Linked DNA regions of Mus musculus: region 1 is linked to region 2. Evidence: chromatin contacts called from public promoter capture Hi-C data. All regions are on one chromosome and are shown on one strand. Each heading gives the region's core, a stretch centred on a gene start, on an enhancer-like site or on the middle of the called end of the contact. The rest is flanking DNA. Distances are from core to core; before and after follow the strand shown.

Region 1 (2,727 bases), core at 73-2,572, 320 kb before region 2:
GATTAACTGGTCCTCTTTCCTGGAGCCTGAGCATGTATCCACACCATACACTGACCTCTGGGCAGCACATACATAGGGCTGTAAGGCACTCGCATATCAGTTGGTGTTTGCATAAACTACAATAATAGCTGAAGATTTGTTAAAGATCTACTTTTAACTGGAATTAAGAATCCAAGGCTTGGGCTGAATACATGGCTCAGAGGTTAAGAGCACTGGCTGCTCTTCCAGAGGTCCTGAGTTCAGTTCCCAGCAACCATGTAGTGACTCAGAGCCATCTAGAATGAGATGTGGTACCCTCTTCTGGTGTGTAAGCATACATGCAGCCAGGACATTACATACATAATAAACAAATAAATATTTGAAATAAAAATAATTCAAGGCTTAGCCGGGCATGGTATTGCATACTTTTAATCCCAACACTTAGGAGACAGAGACAGGTAGAGCTCTAAGGTCAAGGCCAGCCTGGTCTACAAAGCAAGTGTATGACAGCCAGGGCTGGTCACAATGAGGAACCCGGTCTCAAAAACAAACAAACAAACAAAAAAGAAAAGAAAAAGAGGAATTCAAGGCTTCCTAGTAAAACAGAAAAAAAAACAAAAAAGACTTAATAACTGCTATGTGAATGGTTGGTTTGCTTACATGTATAGTCTGAGTACCATGTGCATGCACTGCACAAAGAGGCCAGTAGAGGGTGTCACATTCCCTGGGACTGGAATGTGACCATTCCAGAGCCACCATATGGGTGCTAGAAATTCAACCCAGATCCTCTGGAACAGCAGCTAGTTCTTTTAACCATTCAGCTGTCTCTCCAGCCCCCAAAGCACAGGTCTGAAGAGGCACTTGAATGTGGACAGGAAATGCTCCCTGATTACAATCCTCAGTGGGCAGAGAACACTAAATGTGGGGACAGCCTCTATCCTCGCTGCTGGGCTCCAAATGAAGAGTTCTGCCTGGCACAACATCTCTGGCCTCAAACTGCAGCGTCACCCACTGCTACCTCTTCTGAGGCAACCAGCTCAACAGACCCACAGAAGGGCTGAACTCTTACTTTAAAAAAATAAAAATAAAGCTATCCTACGGAATTTGCATTAAGTATGTATGTCAGATCTAGTTTCATCGTGAGCTTCATCCTTACTGGATAATGTGGGCTGTTAACTAGGGAGGGCCCAGGGCTTTGCACATCATACACAAGCACTCTGCTGGAAGCTCCACGGCCCAAGACCGTTCCTAACCATAAAGGAGACCTTCTGCTGCTCTGCCATTTACACTGTCCACATTAATTCAGAAACTGGCGCATCAGTAAGCTTCACAGAGGACCCGTCTTTGGTTAGGTGTTCAGGTTATAGTGTATTCAGACTCGCCAGTTCTACATCCCCATCCAAGGAGTACAAAAAACTCCCATCATACCAGGCGTGAGCTCAAAGGAGGGTCTCTTGCAAGTGTAGCTGTGGTTATCGAGGACCCAAAGCTGCTTCCTCACAGCCTGGACTGTGAAACACACTATCTGTATTCACGGGTCTTACTTGTAGTTTTTTAAAAATTTTATCTATTTTAATGAGTGCTCTGCTGCATATACATCCACATGCCAGAAGGGGGCATCAGATTCCCCTTACAGATGGTTGTGAGCCACCATGTGGTGGCTGGGAATTGAGCAGGCAGAGCTCTTAACCGCTGAGCCATCTCTCCAGTCCCTTACTTATATTTTTAAATATACAAGTGCATCTTTTGAGGATAAAAAATAGGACAATATGCATAAGGGAACTAACTAGAGAGAACTGTAGTAAAATAAAGACAACTAAGCCATCAGAGTGTAATTAGGCAACAAGCCCCCAAAGCTGACTGCCGGCAGCTCCCGCTCAGTTACCTGCTCCTTCTCGAGCATGTCTGCTTTGCGCAGGATTTTCATTGCGTACACATGCCCTGTGTCTTTCTTCTGAACAAGCCGCACCTGGAAGGGTCCCAAAGATGTGGTAAGTCAAGTTCACACTGCCAAGCTAAGGATTTTCGTTTCCAGCATACTGAAGCTTCACAAATACTACTCACACAAGAAAGGCATGACCATCTGAATGTAAGCTAGTATTGCTTAAACATGCAAAAACAGACACTTTCAATGTTACAAACAAATCTACTATACAGCTGTGACAGCGATGAGAAGACTTCCACCTGTCTCCAGAGCTCAACAGCTTTGACTCCGAGTTGAACACATGTAAAAGCCTTTAGTTTCATTTTAAGGCATGGCAAATATCCAGAGTTAAACCTATGGCAAATACCCGACAGTTGACTCAGAAAGCCTAAGTAAAAATCACAACATTTAATATGAAAATTATACATCAGATCCACTTGTAATCCTAGCACTGAGGGACTGAAGCAGAGCTCTCACCAGCTTGAAGCCAGTCTGCCTATGCTGTGTGAGACCCTTTGTCAAAAAAACAGAAAAACAAAACAAAAAACCCCACAAAAATAAACCTTCTTCTTGGAAGAAATAAAGTAAAATAGAAATTAAACAGCACTTTTAAATTTTTTAAAAAAGATTTATTTATTATTATATGTAAGTACACTGTAACTGTCTTCAGACACTCCAGAAAAGGGCATCAGATCTCATTACAGATGGTTGTGAGCTACCATGTGGTTGCTGGGATTTGAACTCAGGACGTCTGGAAGAGCAGTCAGTGCTCTTAACCGCTGAGCCATCTCTCCAGCCCCACTTCTTAAGTGTTTTAATTATTT
Region 2 (2,700 bases), core at 10-2,509:
GCCCCAAGTGCTGAAAATTAAAGGAGTATACCATTGCACCCAGCTTCCTCTACCTTCTTACTGGTCTTTTATTGATATGACTAGGTACTTGGTCGCTGGACGTCACTTACAAAGATGGACAAAAAGAATTGAGTGGCCTCTGGTTCCAAATTGCAGAAGTCAGATGTCTGCCCAGGTCTATAGGCCAAAGCAGCCAGTAGTGGTGGAAGTCATGACCCTCTGTGGGGTCCTCTCTGCCCTCGGAGGGGCCCTGTGCCTTCTTCCAGGCCCTCATTCCCTCCCATCTCACAACAGGGAGCATGAGTGGGGTCAACCAAAGAGGGTGCCAAAGAGAGGAGGCTGGGGTGGTTGTGGTTCGTGAAAGGCAGCCTTCACAAAGCTGAGTGGAAGGGCTCAGAGCCTCCTCTGGCTCAAGCAGGGACTGCACCTGGGGGAGCTTGTCCTTTGTGTGGCTGTTGGAGGGAAAACAAGCCTTTGTAGATAGGCTCCACTGCTAAGCAGTTAGGATTTCAGAGGTTGTAAGTCAAGAGGACCAAGCAGAGGCCAGCCCTGAGCTTCCAGAGTCCTTCCCCTGATGGTGCGGAGCAGGGTTCCACACAGGGCCTGGGGCTCCAGAGCCTGCTGAAATGTGATCTTTAGAGTTAACCACCGAGGGCTCTGAGGAGGCTCAGAGGTGAAGTGCAGGGCCACCGTCTCAGCCTGGGGGTTACCTTGTGTTCTTTCCCTGTTTGACTCGGAAAACTTGAAAACTAAGGAAACCTTGCCTGTATTGGCCTTAAGGACACATGGGAAGTCCCAAAACTCCCAGGCTGCTCTGCGGTGCAGCAGAGAAGCAGCAGAGACCAGTCCAGGCTTCTGTGTGTGCTTCAGCTGAGACGCCAGTGTGCGGGTTAAGGGAGAAGTTCTCAGGCTTTCCCACTCATAGCCACCACATAGAAGTCACCCACCTCAAGGAAGCCTGCAGGAAGGGCTGAGACCTGGAGACAGCAGCAGAGGGCCCTCTGCTTGCCTGCTGGTATGGAGGGGGGACGTGGCAAGGTGAGGAACTGGGAGACCAATCAGCTGTCTCACCTCAGGTGCCAGTGGGAATCAGCAGTGGGGCTCCAAAAGGATGGTATTGCCACAGGTTAATGTGTTTACTAGGCAGTGGCGTGGCCAGCTCTGTTTGAGTTGGGTTCATTCTCTGTGGGACTCTAGGCTCTAGATTGGCTCCCTGGGGAGGCAGGTGTTGTGAGCTAGCTTGAAGCATTTGTGCCCAAGTACCCAGAGCTCACACAGTCAACTCTGAATGGACACCACAGCCCTTGCAGCTTATGGAAGAGCCAGGGCTTGCCCTCGCCCCACTCTGGGTTTTATTAAGGAGAGGGAGTGACCTGTGACACTCACCAATTTGGTGCAATTCAGAGCAAATTTGGGTGTAGGCTTGTTTATTTGTTTGAGACAGGACCTCCTTGTGTAGCCCTGGCTGTCCTGGAACTTACTACACAGAACAAGCTAGCCTTAAGTCACAGAGATCTGTGTGTCTGCCTCCCAAGTCCTGGGATAGTATGGTTTGTCTTCTAAAAGAAAAGAATAACATCCCCAGTCCTTCTGGCTTCCTGTTTCCCTGGAGACGGAGATGCTGCCCTTCAACATAGCATAGTCCAGCGCAGAAGATTCACGAGGAAGGAAACTGAGGCTAGAACAGGAAACCACAACAGGTGGGCAGGCGAGCAGGCGGGCAGGCAGGCAGGGCGGTCCCATCCAGGAAGACTGTCATTCTTAGCCTGTGGGCGTGCCCCACTGGGGTGGGAGCCTGTGACCAGGAAAGTCAGCAAGGTAGGAGCCCCAAGGGTAAGACAAGCTGGAAGAAAGATCCTCGTCAGGATCTTTATATAAGTTCTCTCCCCATGACCTCCCCATTTAAGAACTTTTTTTTTTTGACCGCATGTAGCTGGAGCATAACTGCGTCCAGCCGTTTTCCCATCACTGCCTTTCCAGATGTGTATCCAGCTCCAGCTGTGGGTCCCCTTGGAGTTGCATCACTTGTTTTTCAGTTCTCAATCTTCTAGTCCCTTCTTCCAAAGCCCAGCAGAGGCCCCAGGGTCGGATCCATTGCTCAGAAAGCCAGTGTCACATTCCTTCCTTCCCCACAGGTGACCTCAGCCTTGTCCCTGTGGCTTGGATGTGTTCAGCCCATCGCTTCCACAGCAGCTGTTCAAGGGTCAGTATCTCCTGGCCCAGCCGAAGCTGGTAGTGTGTGGGGAGGGGAAGGAGAAGGAAGGGAAGGGGCTCACCCACCCACCACCCAGCTGGTGACTCAAGAGAAGTGCTTGCCCACTAAGAAGCTGTAGGTGCTTATGGAGACAGCCCTGTGGCAAATGAAAAACAGGACTCTGGGCAGGCAGCCAGCCTCACCTAGTCCCCAGATATCCAGCAGCTCCTCCCAGAAAGGAGAGCGGGGAGATGGACAGGTGCTCACTCTGTGCCCAAACCAGCTTGCCTGGGCACATTAGGACTACAAGTTCTGGGCTCTGGAGGGAAAAACCCTCCAGCCAGCTTGTCGGTGGTCCAGGCCCCTCCGCGTCTGGGTTCCTTGCCTTGCATAATTTCGGCATTAGTGCTAAATACATCTGTCATTTTTCCCCCTCTGGAGAATGGAATGTCCAGACTCCTGAAGCCGAGCTGGGGTCAGAGAATGGTTACATAAGCAAGCAGGGA

The links. Capture Hi-C pulls out chosen DNA fragments and counts their contacts.
Region 1: a contact with region 2 is called in a promoter capture Hi-C map of adipose tissue. The contact joins two enhancer-like sites. A contact is called at or near these places in 1 of 115 datasets of contacts at active chromatin or transcription factors (large pre-B cells) and 3 of 9 other capture datasets (adipose tissue, liver and pancreatic islet).

Annotation. Positions count from the first base shown.
Region 1 is chr17:28,986,314-28,989,040 of GRCm38.p6, forward strand. It overlaps Stk38 (serine/threonine kinase 38), which reads right to left. Exons shown (of 14, transcript NM_134115.3): 5 at 1,865-1,948. Among named protein-coding and RNA genes, the nearest start is that of Stk38, 20 kb to the right of the region's middle. Within about 2 kb of position 1,323, at least 10 of the 459 cell types and tissues checked have an H3K27ac peak or open chromatin away from gene starts, as enhancers often do. A contact at or near this core is called in adipose tissue, where this site is marked.
Region 2 is chr17:29,302,847-29,305,546 of GRCm38.p6, forward strand. It overlaps BC004004 (cDNA sequence BC004004), which reads left to right. Exons shown (of 9, transcript NM_030561.3): 9 at 1-41. Among named protein-coding and RNA genes, the nearest start is that of Pi16, 15 kb to the right of the region's middle. Within about 2 kb of position 1,260, at least 119 of the 459 cell types and tissues checked have an H3K27ac peak or open chromatin away from gene starts, as enhancers often do. A contact at or near this core is called in adipose tissue, where this site is marked.